Linked DNA regions of Capra hircus: region 1 is linked to region 2. Evidence: chromatin contacts called from public Hi-C data. All regions are on one chromosome and are shown on one strand. Each heading gives the region's core, a stretch centred on a gene start, on an enhancer-like site or on the middle of the called end of the contact. The rest is flanking DNA. Distances are from core to core; before and after follow the strand shown. Region 1 holds the start of ARHGEF2 (rho guanine nucleotide exchange factor 2). Region 2 overlaps ARHGEF2 (rho guanine nucleotide exchange factor 2).

Region 1 (6,071 bases), core at 2,912-5,411, 36 kb before region 2:
GCCGGGGGTATGTTGCTGGCCATGTGAACTCTCAGGGGTCCAGGAAAGGGCATTTTGGAGGCTGCCTGACACCACCCCATCCCCTGCCACCCCTCCCAAAAGTGGGTGGAAGATGAGATGAAAGCTGTGGGACTCTTGGAGGCTACCCAGTCTCTGTACTGGCTTAGGAAAGTTCTTACCAGATGGGGTTTTCTAATAAAAACAAATGCCACCCTGACTTGTCTGTTTTCCCATCGCCTGGATGCACTCAGGTTGCTGTTGGTACACAGGCCCTGACTCCTCAGGCTCCTGGACAAGTGAGCTGAACTCTGCCTCCTTGCTCCAGGGAGTGTGGCTCCCGTCCCCTCAGAGGCATTCTGCTCATCCACCTTCATGACAGTCTTTGCTTCTGTCCCTTGTTTCCCTGTCTCTTTTCACCAGTCACCACACGCTCAGTCATGTCCGATTCTTTGCAACCTCCTGGACTATAAACTGGCAGGCTTCTCAGTCCATGGAAGTTTCCAGGCAAGAATACTGGAGCAGATTGCCATTTTCTTCTCCAGGGGATCTTCCCGACCCAGGGACCAAACCCTTGTCTCCTGCTTTAGCAGGCAGATTCTTGCCCACTGTGCCAGTCACCATATATTTCTCTAAACCTTCCTTGCTTGTGAGCCCTTCTCCACAGTAGAGGAGGGAAAATGGGGAAAGACGGTCTGCGATTGTTCTAGCCCCAGATCTTCCGAGGGTAATTTAATTCGTTATTTTTTAAAAATATTTATTTGGCCATGTCAGGTCTTGGTTGCGGAATGTGGGCTTAGTTGCTTTGCCTTGTGGGATCTTAGTTCCCTGACCAGGGATTGAACTTGTGTCCCTTGCACTGCAAGCTATATTCTTAACCACTGGACCAGGGAAGCCCCTTCACTGACTGTTCTTGAAAAGCTATCGATTACACCTGATTCGAGCCCTTCCTGTGTTGAAGACTTAGCTTTTCTCAAGTTTGAGCTTATTTTAATGCCTCTGCTTTGAGCTCAGGCCAGGCCGAAGCTCCTGAACCGCCCGAGTTGTTACCTAAGCACAGCCTGTGGAAAGGCAGTGGGTTTTGCTCCAGCAGCAGTGGGGAGAAGCCACTCTCAGCTGACTCTGTCCAACCCAGGAATGCCGTGGTCAGAGAACAGCCTCCCCGGCAGGAGAGAAACCCAACAAACACCCGCTTTGTTCCTGCCACCGTTTCTCAGCTTAGATTCTGGTGGGGTATGGGGGCAGTGAGTGCTGCCCAGCTGGTTTAACCTTTCCTTCGCCCAGCAGCTGGAGCCTCTGGGCTGAAGGATGAAAAGGACATGGAGACAACGGGAGGCTCTGAACGGAGTAGCCCTCCACCAGCTCACATCCCTCCTTCAGGGCCTGCGGCTCGGACACCCCAGGACTGGCCAGGTCAGAAGACGAGGAGGATGTGTTTGCTTTTGTTCATTGTGTTGCTGGTGGAGACCTGGGATTCGCTCAGGAGAATGGGGGAAAGGCCAGTGAATCAGAAGCTTGGGGTTGAGAACAAGTATAGGGAAGGAAAAGGGAGCTAGTTTGATGTGTATTGTCTTCCTCTTTAGCACTGTAAGATGTTAGTGTTTGGAGGCGGGAACTCACTGCCACCTGTGTGGTGTCTACTGGAAACACTGAGGAGTTAACCTGTAGGAGGAAGGGTTCTGGTTTAGAGGCTAGGAGAAACTTCATAACTTGGGAAGGCAATATGAGATTTCTTCCTCAGGCTGAGTGCTAGGAGGTACTCCTTTTCTGAAAGCTGGGGCAGTCTTTCCCTTTCCTTGCAGAACTGCCACTTTGGATCCCGGCTCTTGTTACAGAGAAGACTAGGGGGGAGCCCAGGTCTGACCCAGGTGACAGGAGAAGCAAGTGAAGGCAGGGTCACAAGCACCTTGAAGAAAGGCCAAAAGCAGATACTTGGTCTCTTGAGAGACCAGATTCCTTAGAGTCAGGGTGGAATTTGAGCCTCCCTTAAGCAGTGGCATTGGAGAATAGAAGAGCCTCTAAAATCTATAGATGGCGAGACTCAGCTGGCATAGTTGCTTTAGGATTAAGCCCTCTTCGTGAGATAATTTAATTGAGGATGAATAGCAGATAGTGCTTCACTCTAGTGAAAACCGCCCTTAGGAAGGTGGGAACCCTGACCTCCAGATTTCACGCAGGTCTGCAAAGGAGAGAGAAAGTAAACACCAACCCCACATCCTTCCTGAAGATTGGGTACCCATCCTGAGAACTTCCTCCCTTAAAGGCAAAACAGATAGTAACCCAGCTGTCAGTGTGTTCCAGATCCCCTCCCCTGGAAACCAGCCCTCTATCCCTCCCATGTCATGCAGACTTTTAGCTGGCACTCACTCACCCACACCCAGCCCCAGTACCAGGAGGAGCCAGGGCCAAGATTATCACCTTTTTTACATCCTAGGCTTTGGGATTTTACCTGAAGAAAGCCAATGGGAAATGGGGATAAGGATTCCCAAAAAGCTGGGGATAGTGAAGCAGCTTGGTGACAGGATGGGAGTTTTCAAGGCTTGATACCTGGAGGGAGCAGCTCAGGGTGGTGGAAGGAGCACGGACCACAGACGCACCAGTGCTGGGTCCCCACCCACCTCCACCACCCACTGGCTGGCTGACCTCAGGTGAGTCACGCCTCCTTCTGGAGCCTGTGTCCTCATCTGTACAATCACAGGATTGTTTAATCAGGATTTCTGAGGATCCTCCACCACAAAACAGGTGGCTGTTTCCCCTGTATTCTTGAGAAGTAAGAAACAACTCATCTGGTCATATGGCTTGCAGTCACTCATATGGTTTGGAGCCCAGCCAGGTAGGAAAAGGGCTTCCCTGGAGGCTCAGACAGTAAAGAATCTGCCTGCAATGTGGGAAACCTGGGTTTGATCCCTAGCTTGGGAAGACTCCCTGGACAAGGGAATGACTCTCCACTCCAGTATTCTTGTCTGGAGAATCCCATGGACAGAGGAGGCTGCCAGGCTACAGCCTGTGGGGTCACAGAGAGCCATGACTGAGCGACTAACAATTTCACATAGGTAGAAAAGGGCACACAGCTTCCACATCTGGCAACAGCTGCCCTCTTCCTCTCACCCAGAGTGAGGGTTTGAGAGCAAGGATAGACTGTGGATCACATAATCTCATTTAATAGATCAGGGAAGGCAGAAAGTGGAGGGGCTTATCCAAGGTCACAGCAAGTGGCAGTTTTATTGAAGAGCATATTTATTGAATAACTACTATTTATATAATAACTATTATGGACCCAGTGTTAAAGTGTCACTATTTGTACATCGCTCATTCACTATCCTCATTGTACAGAGGAGGCGATGAGGCTAATAGAATAGGTAACTTCTCCAAGGCCCCTTATCTAGGGAGTCGGCAGAGGTAGCCGAACTCTTCCAATTCCAGCATGTCCTTTCCACCATGGGCCTGGCAGGGAAGAGGCTCCCCGGTACCTCAGGAAGTCCAGTGTCTGCCCACGGCATCCTCTGCCCCAGGGAAGCAGGGAAGGTGAGTCAGCAGCCCCAGAAGCGGTTATCAGGGAAGGGGGTGGAGAGCCCGTCAGATATCCTGTGCCTGGTATCCACAACACTCTGGGAGTGGAGCTGTGTGTGCCGAGCTGCCAGCTCACCCTGCTCCTGTTGGCCGAAGGAGGGCCGTCCTCAGACGCAGCTGCCCTTGTCAGCGCTCCTCCCTGCACTTTCATCACAGAAAATACAGTCTGTCCTCCCCCTCCTACTGTAACCTGCCTCTTAAAGGGAACGACCAACATTCGGAAACCAGGTTAGAGGGACAGCAAAGGACCTCCCTGACCCCACTAGGACCTTGCAGTGAAGTAAGGTGCCAACACTGGGCCTTTCCCTGAGATGTCCTCTCTTTCCCCTCAGCTCCACCCTGTCTCCACTGGCGGGTGGGTGAAGGTTCCCTGGGATGTCATTCCCACATACTCTCCGCTCAGGGTGACCCCAGCTTGGCTTCCTGAATCTGTTTCCACCTGTGACTGAATCCGGTGGCTGCCCTTTGGGGAATGTCAAGGACAGGAGAATGCAGGAATCCTCTGGACCAGCGTTGGCACCGAAGGGGTTAAAGACCGGGGCCCAGCACTGTCTAGGGTGTTTGAAGTAGGGCGGGGAAGGGAAGGGCTAGAGTTGTTGGAGAGGCAGCTGGTCTGGACTGGAATGAGTCCCCCCTGTCTCCTAAGCAAACTTCTGGACCATGAGCTATTCCCTTAAAAGGACCAAGAGAGAGGCACCCCCATTAAGGTGCTGGACTGGATTCTTAGAGGGGCTACCTGGAGCGGGACTTCCTCCCATACTGAAGTCACCAACCGAGGGCAAGAACGGGTCTCCTGTCTTTGGGATATCTCCCGAGTCTGGTGAGTTTCCCTCTTCCCTTTCCCTGAGTCCTTCCTTCATGAGTGGGCATTCCCCAGAAGAAGAGATCTTCAGGATCCCCTCACCACAACCAGGAAGTGGCAGAACAGTTCTCCACCAGTCTCCTGTATTCAGTTCCCATTTTTAACTAAGGTGCATTCTGTTTGTGTCTGTGTGAGTGTGCACAGGTGTCCAAATAGAAAACCACCAACATGGCCAACAGTTAATTAGCACTACTTGTGCAACCAGTGATGCCAAAGCTTGTTTTTGCGTTCTTAATCCTCATAATCCTGATGAGGCTGGCATATCACAATCGCAATATTAAACGTGAGGTTCATCCCTCTGTCCGTGGGATTTTCCAGGCAAGAATACTGGGGTGGGTTGCCATTTCCTTCCCCAGGGGATCTTCCCAACGCAGGGGTCAAAGCTGGGTCTCTTGCATTGGCAGGAGGATTCTTTACCACTGAGCCACCAGGGAAGCCCAGTTAAACAGCTAACCCCTGCCAGTTAAGAAGGATTCAAACTCAAGTTCACCTGGCAGCAGAGTCCATTATGATGTCTTCTAGTCTTTTTCTTACTCAAGAAGTGTGGACAAAAAGGATGGCTAGAATTTTAAAATCTCAAGTCCTAATTCACCCAGCGTCCCTTTCCTCTAAGGCCTGGCAGTACCCCCTTCGTCCGTCTGAGTTAATTGTGAGATTTAAAGGGCCACCAACTCATGTCTGAGGCTCAGAGGCCTCCAGATTCCAGATCACTCCATCCATTCAGATGAGGAGCTTCCTACGTCACCCCCTGCCTTTGGGTGTTCCCTGGGATCTAATGGGTTAATTCCTTGGGACTCTATGGTCAAAGTCTTCTCAGGTGTGTCCCTCTGAACCTGAGCCCTTCTCTTGCCCCACCCTTCTGGCATGGCACCCAGGATGCAGGCCAAGAAACTGACAGGAGTTGGAAAGGGACTGATTGGTTTTGCCCCTTTTATTCCCTAGCACCCACACATCAGGGGCTAGCCTGGGTCCCGGCAAGGCTCTGGTAGAGAAAGCACATAAGCCTAGCAGAAAGAAAGGACAGGATCCCTAGGTTCAGTTTGCAAATCTGTTTCAAGAAAGAAGATGGTCACACTTGGAAGCCCAAAGCAGCAGAAGTCCTGATTGCTTTGTGAGCCTAACATATCAAAGAGGTGGGGGTGACTTGGGGTGGGTGTTTCAGATGCTTGATGGCTGACCTTTATGGAGATGTCATGGGACTTCCTTGATGGTCCAGCGCTTAAGACTTTGGGCTTCCACTGCAGGGGACACAGGTTCAGTCTTTAGTCGGGGAATTAAGATTCTGCATTTTGAGCTGTGGTATTGGAGAAGACTCTTGAGAGTCCCTTGGAGTGCAAGGAGATCAAACCAGTCAGTCCTAAAGGAAATCAGCCCTGAATATTCATTGGAAGGACTGATGCTGAAGCTGAAGCTGAAGCTCCAATACTTTGGCCACCTGATGCGAAGAGCTGACTCACTGGAAAAGACCCTGATGCTGGGAAGGAGTGAAGGCAGGAGGAGAAGGGGACGACAGAAGATGAGATGGTTGGATGGCATCACCGACTCAATGGACATGAGTTTGAGCAAGCTCCAGGAGACAACGAAGGACAAGGAAGCCTGGAATGCTGCAGTCCGTGGGGTCACAGAGAGTCAGACACGACTT
Region 2 (7,007 bases), core at 2,050-4,549:
CCCACTGTGACTGCCACTGCCACAGAGACAGCGGCTCCACCACCGGTTGTCATGGTTATAAGAGGAGCTAACTCCCATAGATTTGAAAGCGCTGGTGAGCTGGCACCTTCTGCTTTGCCTGCTCTCCCCTCCTCTCTGCGCATCTTCTCCCGGCACAGAGAAGAGAGTACAGCAGCTTGGGGGCGAGCAGAGCTAGAGCCAGGAGGTGGAGTGAGGACGCGGAGGTCTAGAGCCGTGGAGATGAGCGGCAACAGGAGGCAACCCAGCCGCAGGGGCCAGGTAGGTCAGGGGCCAGCTCGGCCCTTGGGGATGGCCAGGCACTCCTGGACAGCTACCTCTGGCACGCTGCGGCAGGCTCTGCTTCAGGAAGTGGTGTGTTTCTGGCAACCCCAGGAAGGCGTTGCTCGCTCACCTCTGGCTCTCTGGACTTCTCAGGCACCCTGGCATCCTTCGGCCTCACTTCCTGTCTCTCTTGCCCCTCTGCAGACCCGGGAAAAGGAGAAGATGAAGGAAGCCAAGGACGCGCGCTACACCAATGGGCACCTCTTCACCACCATCTCTGTTTCGGGCATGACCATGTGCTATGCCTGTAACAAGAGCATCACAGCCAAGGAAGCCCTCATCTGCCCAAGTAAGTTCTTTGGACCCTGAATGTCACTCTTCCTCAGTGCGCTCTGACCCTGGTCCTTCCATCTGTCCTTTCTGCCCTATATTCATAAGGCTCACTCTCTGAGTCCCAAATGCCAGGGCTGGATGCTTGATCCCTTTCTCCCTTTCCTTACGTCTAGGAATAGTGGCGGTCAGAATATGGTATGAGCAGGACTCGGTGGGATGGGGGGGAGGCCAGGGTGGCTCTCCTTGCAGCTGTCGTCCGCTGGGCATCCCCCAGCTCCCTGAACAGCTGCTGAAGGTCAGAGAACTGATTGGCGAAGGAGAAGGAATGTTGTGTGTCTGGGGAGGGGGGTTGGATAGGGGAGCTGGATGGGAGGCTGCCAGCCTTGCAGCTGCTCTGCCGATCTTCCTGGGCCGAACTGGGTGTTCAGGACTTCAGGGTCCCCTTGCCCCCTCCCTTTCTGTTGACTAGGTGGAGGCTGAAATCTCTAAATCTCTGAAGGATTAGGGATAAGGACACTCATCTCAAATTTCTAGTCCGGCTGATACGTAGTGAGAAAGAGAGGATATGGTAGCAATGTGTATATTGAGGGAATAGCGGTTAGAACTCCTGACCTTCAGCCACATCTCAGGATAGCCCTGTATTAAGTACAAGCCAAGATTTCTTCCTTCCCCAAGATGCCTGTACAGAGGGCTCCCACCCTGTCCACCCATCCACCCCCAGATTTATGGCAAAGAGCTGCTTCTGGTTTGAGCAGCACGGCCCACTGCGGAACAGAGGAGCAAAAGCTTTAGCTTCTAAATCTCTATGGAACCTGGCAGGGAACCCCAGACAGAACCAGTGAGGCCTCCCTCCCTCCTCACTGTTCAACTTGAGTTTATGAGGGTGAGGAGGGAACCCCAATCTAGATCCCTCTAGAGACCTGACAAAATCCCCAATCTGGAAGCTCGTTGCCAGGGGAACTGGGGAGGCGGGCAGCAAGCGCTATTTTGAGAGCAGGTGGAAAGCGGAGGTTCGATCCAGAGACGCTGGGTGCTGGAGGTCGAGGAGAGCTCCAGCGGGGTGGGCGCAGCCCCAGCCCCCACTTCTGTCTGCCCCTCTGCCCCACCCTGCTCGCCTTGTATTTGTGGAAGTAAGCCTGATGCTGGGTATTGTCTGAAGGAGTTAGCAGAGTTTCCGGTGTTGTTGGATGGGGGAGGGGAAGCTGGAGCCAGCCAAGGGCTGAGGGCAGATCAGGGAGAGGGACAGACAGCCGGCAGTCCCAGCGCCCAGGCATGGCTACCCCTCCTCGCCTCTTCTCTCCTACCCCACGGCAAGGTGGGGTGGGTGATGAGGGAGAAGCAGATGGAGTGTGGGAGCTGTGGGTTTGCCTTACTTGGAGCACAAGACTCCCCGGGCCCGGAAGGGAGACTGGAGTCATAGCAAGCATAGCTGAGCAGTACAGAAGGCAGGCAGGCGTGGCCAGCAGGGACAAGGCATGGCCAGTCCCAGCTCTGCTGCTGGATCCATCAGCCTTTGCGTTGCTTAGGCCTAGCCAGGGTTCACCGGCAGACACGTGGCTCCACGTAGAACCCAGACACCCCTGAGTTAAACTCCAGCTCTGCCACTAGGACCTCTGGCAAATGATTTAAGCTCTCCAGGAGACGGGTTCCTCATCTGTGCGATGAGGATCGTTGCATTTGCTAGCATCCACTTGATGTGGCCCATTTCCTCGCTGCCCAGGGGATGTTCATTCCCCTCCCTGCCCCTAGCCCCCATCCCAGCTGCTCCTGTGCCACCTTCTGTTCCGTGGGCGTCCTTTCTGCCATCTGTCATTCTCAACCACCTTTGTGCTTCTTGAGCTCATCTCTGGCAGCCAGTAACCCCTTCTTCCCTCTAGTCCACCTCACAGGTCATCTTTGAGTCAGGATTATCCCCCTCCTATGGCTTAATTGTGGTCCATACCTATCCCCCCTCACTTCATCTCCTGCTTGAAGGAAGGGGGAGGCGGGAGGAGAGGGACTGGGGTGTGGCGATGGCCAAGGAGTCTGGGGAGGGGGCGAGTCTCTGACGGTGTGGCCAGGGGGACATGGGGGTCTGCATGTGGGTGTGTCCTGCCCTGTACCACCCGGCCCTCCCGTCACCCTCTCTACCCCACCCTCCCAGCCTGCAATGTGACTATCCACAACCGCTGTAAAGACACCCTCGCCAACTGTACCAAGGTCAAGCAGAAGGTGAGATGGCAGGGAGGGCAGAGGGCTGGGGGAGAGGGTAGTGAGTGTGTGGTACCCTCGTGCCTATTCCGTTCATTCCTCACCGTGTGTTCCCCAACCCCTCTCCTCTCCACGGGGCAGCCCGACCCTCCACCCTAGGCCTCAGGCCCCGCCGGAGGGGGCCAGCCTGTTGCTCTGGACACATCCCCTTGGCACCGGGCTCAGCCACCCTGATGCGCTTAGCCATCAAGCCAGCTTTCTCCCGAGGGGGCCAGCCACCCAGCTCCTGTCCTGGGCCCACGGAGGTGACCCTTGGGTGACAGCTGTTCTTGGTGTCTCTCTTGCCCTCTGTCTCACAGCAACAGAAAGCTGCCCTGCTGAAGAACAACACTGCCTTGCAGTCCGTTTCACTTCGCAGTAAGAGTGAGTAGTGAGGGTGCAGGAGCCGCCACAGGACCCTGGCCCACCAGGCCTCTCGGCCCATGGGCTCTGCTGCCCCCTTGAGGTCGTTCCCTGGCATAGCACCTTCCTCCCTTCATCTGGAAGCTGATGGCTGCGGCACAAGGGAGATTGAGACCCATGGGCCTGGGGGCGGGACAGCAGAATTCAGAAGAGGTTGAAGGCTTGGGATGACTGGTCATCTGAGCCTGCTCACGCTTTATATTAGTATGATCAGTTATTTACATGGCACTTGGGGATGTTGGCAGAAGTTGTTAAGGGCCAATTCAGAAAGATCTGGTGTGACAGAAAGAGCGGGGTGCTTAGTCAGGAAAACTAGAGTCTGAGTCTGTGCTCAGCCACCAGCTGAGTCACCCCAGCCAAGTCTCTTCACCATCCTGAGCTGCAGTTTGCTTGTAGGCTTGTGGCCGGGAAGAGATAAGAAAAGCTCTTTGTAACCATTAAAAGTATTGCACAAGTTTATGGGTAGCATTATTATCATCTTTCTCTGACTAGAACTGGGCTAAAGGTGGGGTTGGAGAGGAGGCTTCCTTTCTAGTCCAGGAGCCTGGGAGGCTTGAGTCCCAGGAAGGCACCAGGTTTGAGGCTTGCTTGCTTGGTATCCCCTCCGACAGCTACCACTCGGGAGCGGCCCAGCTCAGCCATCTACCCCTCCGACATCCGGCAGTCCCTGCTCGGCTCCCGCCGTGGCCGCTCCTCCTTGTCTTTAGCCAAAAGCGTCTCCACCACCAATATTGCTGGGTGAGCCTCTGCTTGGGGATGGTAGAACCAGGCAGGCAGAGAGGCTGTGGAGACAGGCCGGGGGGAGGGGCTGAGAGATCCTCCCCATCCCTGAGTTCAGAATGATAGACAGGTAAGGAGAACTTGGAGTGACTGCCTCTGGGAGGCCGCCTTTGTTCCCCAACCTGGGAAGGGATCTCTCGCCCGAGTCAGTCGGATGATGCAGCCAGGCTCCACTCCCCTCAGACACTTCAATGATGAGTCTCCCCTGGGGCTGCGCCGGATCCTCTCACAGTCCACGGACTCCCTCAACATGCGGAACCGGACACTGTCGGTGGAGTCCCTCATCGACGAAGGTGACCGTGCCCGGACCTGGGGGAGACCCAGGCGTGAGGGGCGGGCGGGAGCTGGCCTGAGAAAGGCAGGGTGGGAAGGGATCCAGAGAAGGGCCCAGGACCCAGGGGAGAGATTTGGGGTCCGAGTCGTTTCCCCCACTCGCGTCCAGGTGCCGAAGTGATCTACAGTGAGCTGATGAGTGACTTTGAGATGGATGAGAAGGATTTTGCAGCTGACTCCTGGAGCCTTGCGGTGGATAGCAGCTTCTTGCAGCAGCATAAAAAGGAGGTGATGAAGCAGCAGGATGTCATCTATGGTGAGCCGGGGAGACCGCCCCGGACTTCTCTTTTGCTATCGGCCCTGTTTCTCTGTGTCCTTCCTCTGCCAGCCCCTACCTCTCAAGACACTTTCCTCTTATCCCATTGGCCTTCAAGACCCTGCCAGTGACCCCATAAGTAGCTACGAGGTCCACAGCTTTTGGAGCTGTTGACCGCCAAGGCCCTTCTTAACCCCTTCCTTCCGATCAACTCTTAGTCTTTCCTCTCTGCCCATTCCATGCCCAACTCTGTGCTGGGGACTGTGGGAAGCCTAGACATGTAAGGAACACATAGTTTTTGACTTTATACCTTGAGATGGCAAGAGTGAGCCCCTCTCAGCCCCTTCCCCTGCCTGTCTCCACAGCCTCATTCTGCCTTGAGATGGCAAGGCATAAAGATAAATGATTAGAAAAATGATCTAAGATCATAACGCAGAATATTAGCCTGGAAGGGAAACTGAAAACCTCTAATAAGCCTGAGGTCTCCAGCCTTGGCCCCACCAGTTGTGGCCAAGCCGGGTGTTCCACCGTCCCCACAGAGCTGATCCAGACAGAGCTGCACCACGTGCGGACACTGAAGATCATGACCCGCCTCTTCCGCACGGGCATGCTGGAAGAGCTGCAGCTGGAGCCGGGAGTGGTCCAGGGCCTGTTCCCCTGTGTGGACGAGCTCACTGACATCCACACGCGCTTCCTCAGCCAGCTGCTGGATCGCCGGCGCCATGCCCTGTGCCCTGGTAGCACCCGGAACTTCGTCATCCATCGCTTGGGGGACCTGCTCATCAGCCAGGTGAGAAAAGCCAGGAGCCCTGGGCAGCAGTCCTGGGCGGGGGTGTGACTAGAGTGGGCATTTCTCATCTCCAGACTCTGGGGGGTGGGGCAGAGAGAGTTGGAAAGGCAGGAAGCCAGCCTGTTTGGCAGGAGGCGAGAGGGCATTGGGGATGAGAGGTGACTTTGGGGGACATGCTGACCCAGCCTTGCTCCTCCAACTTCTAGTTCTCAGGTCCTAGCGCAGAGCAGATGCGGAAGACCTACTCAGAGTTCTGTAGCCGCCACACCAAGGCCTTAAAACTCTATAAGGAGCTGTATGCCCGAGACAAACGCTTCCAGCAGTTCATCCGGGTGAGCAAACCTCTCCAAGACCCACCCTCCGCCTCCTGTAGTGCCCCAGCCCTAGTGGACACAGCTGCTCGTTTTTCCAGTGGTAGAGCGAGTGCTCTCGCTCCTTGGGTCCTCACAGTAAACCTGTGACCTTGTCGGCCCCATTTTCCAGAGTCATTAACCTCCTGCCAGCCAGCATGAGGTAAATGACCAAGTGCAGGCGGGCACCAGGGCTTAGGCTCCAAGTCCAGCGTCCTTTCTGGTGCCCTCCCCGCGGGTGCCCCTCTGGCCCTGAGCCCTGACCTCGCTTTGTAGAAAGTGACCCGCTCGGCGGTGCTGAAGCGGCATGGGGTACAAGAGTGCATTCTGCTAGTGACTCAGCGCATCACCAAGTACCCGGTGCTCATCAACCGCATCCTGCAGCATTCCCATGGTGAGAGGGCGAGTCCAGGAGGGAGGAGGAGGGAGAGGGCTGTCAGGGGTGAGGCGTGGCCCTGGACAACCACCGGGAGGAAGAGGGTCACATATGGAACCCTGGGCAGCCTCTGAAGGCGGCATTGAGATCAGTGGGATGGGGACTGGCGTGAAGCTGGCTGGGCCACCCCTTCCTCATGCCGACCTCGGTATCAGGGATGGAAGAGGAGCGCCAGGACCTGACCACGGCCCTGGGGCTGGTGAAGGAGCTGCTGTCCAACGTGGACCAGGATGTGCACGAGCTGGAGAAAGGGGCCCGCCTGCAGGAGATCTACAACCGCATGGACCCTCGGGCCCAGGCCCCGGTTCCCGGCAAGGGCCCCTTTGGCCGAGAGGAGCTCCTGCGGCGCAAGCTCATCCACGATGGCTGCCTGCTCTGGAAGACGGCGACTGGGCGCTTCAAAGGTCAGTGGACAGCTTGGCAGACCAGGCAAGAGTCCATGGCCAGAGGGAGAAGCCTCCAAGCCCATAGGACCTCTTTTAATGTAGCCCTGGTGAGACCCAGTGGGAGGAAAATATGTGAGCTCTGTTGTAACAAAAGTCAGAATTCTGGATTTAATTTCATGGGCGATACAAGGACTTCGTTGTCAGGATTTGTTCATTCCTTTGGTCCTTGCGTGCCCAGAAAGCTACCGATTTTGATGAGAAAAACAGAGAAATTCCAGGATTAGAGGACTAGCCCCGGGTAGTTGGTTCTACCAGCTGGAGTCCCAGCCACTAGGGCTGGGGAATGGGCAGGCACTTTGGGAACACAGCTGAGGAAGGCCCTTGGAGGGGGTGGAGCCCAGGGAAGGGC

The links. Hi-C and Micro-C count contacts between places; a contact is called where the count stands out from the background.
Region 1: a Hi-C map of blood shows a contact between it and region 2, with 1.6 times the contacts expected there. The contact joins the promoter of ARHGEF2 here to the enhancer-like site in region 2. A contact is called at or near these places in 2 of 5 Hi-C or Micro-C datasets (both in blood).

Annotation. Positions count from the first base shown.
Region 1 is chr3:105,351,978-105,358,048 of ARS1.2, reverse strand. ARHGEF2 (rho guanine nucleotide exchange factor 2) reads left to right here and starts at 4,161. Exons shown (of 28, transcript XM_013976716.2): 1 at 4,161-4,387. SSR2 (translocon-associated protein subunit beta) reads left to right here. Exons shown (of 6, transcript XM_005677363.3): 6 at 1-217.
Region 2 is chr3:105,314,388-105,321,394 of ARS1.2, reverse strand. It overlaps ARHGEF2 (rho guanine nucleotide exchange factor 2), which reads left to right. Exons shown (of 28, transcript XM_013976716.2): 8 at 487-631; 9 at 2,759-2,826; 10 at 3,165-3,228; 11 at 3,879-4,005; 12 at 4,231-4,340; 13 at 4,490-4,636; 14 at 5,176-5,426; 15 at 5,633-5,758; 16 at 6,053-6,170; 17 at 6,368-6,616. Among named protein-coding and RNA genes, the nearest start is that of RXFP4, 21 kb to the right of the region's middle. Within about 2 kb of position 3,299, at least 3 of the 5 cell types and tissues checked have an H3K27ac peak or open chromatin away from gene starts, as enhancers often do.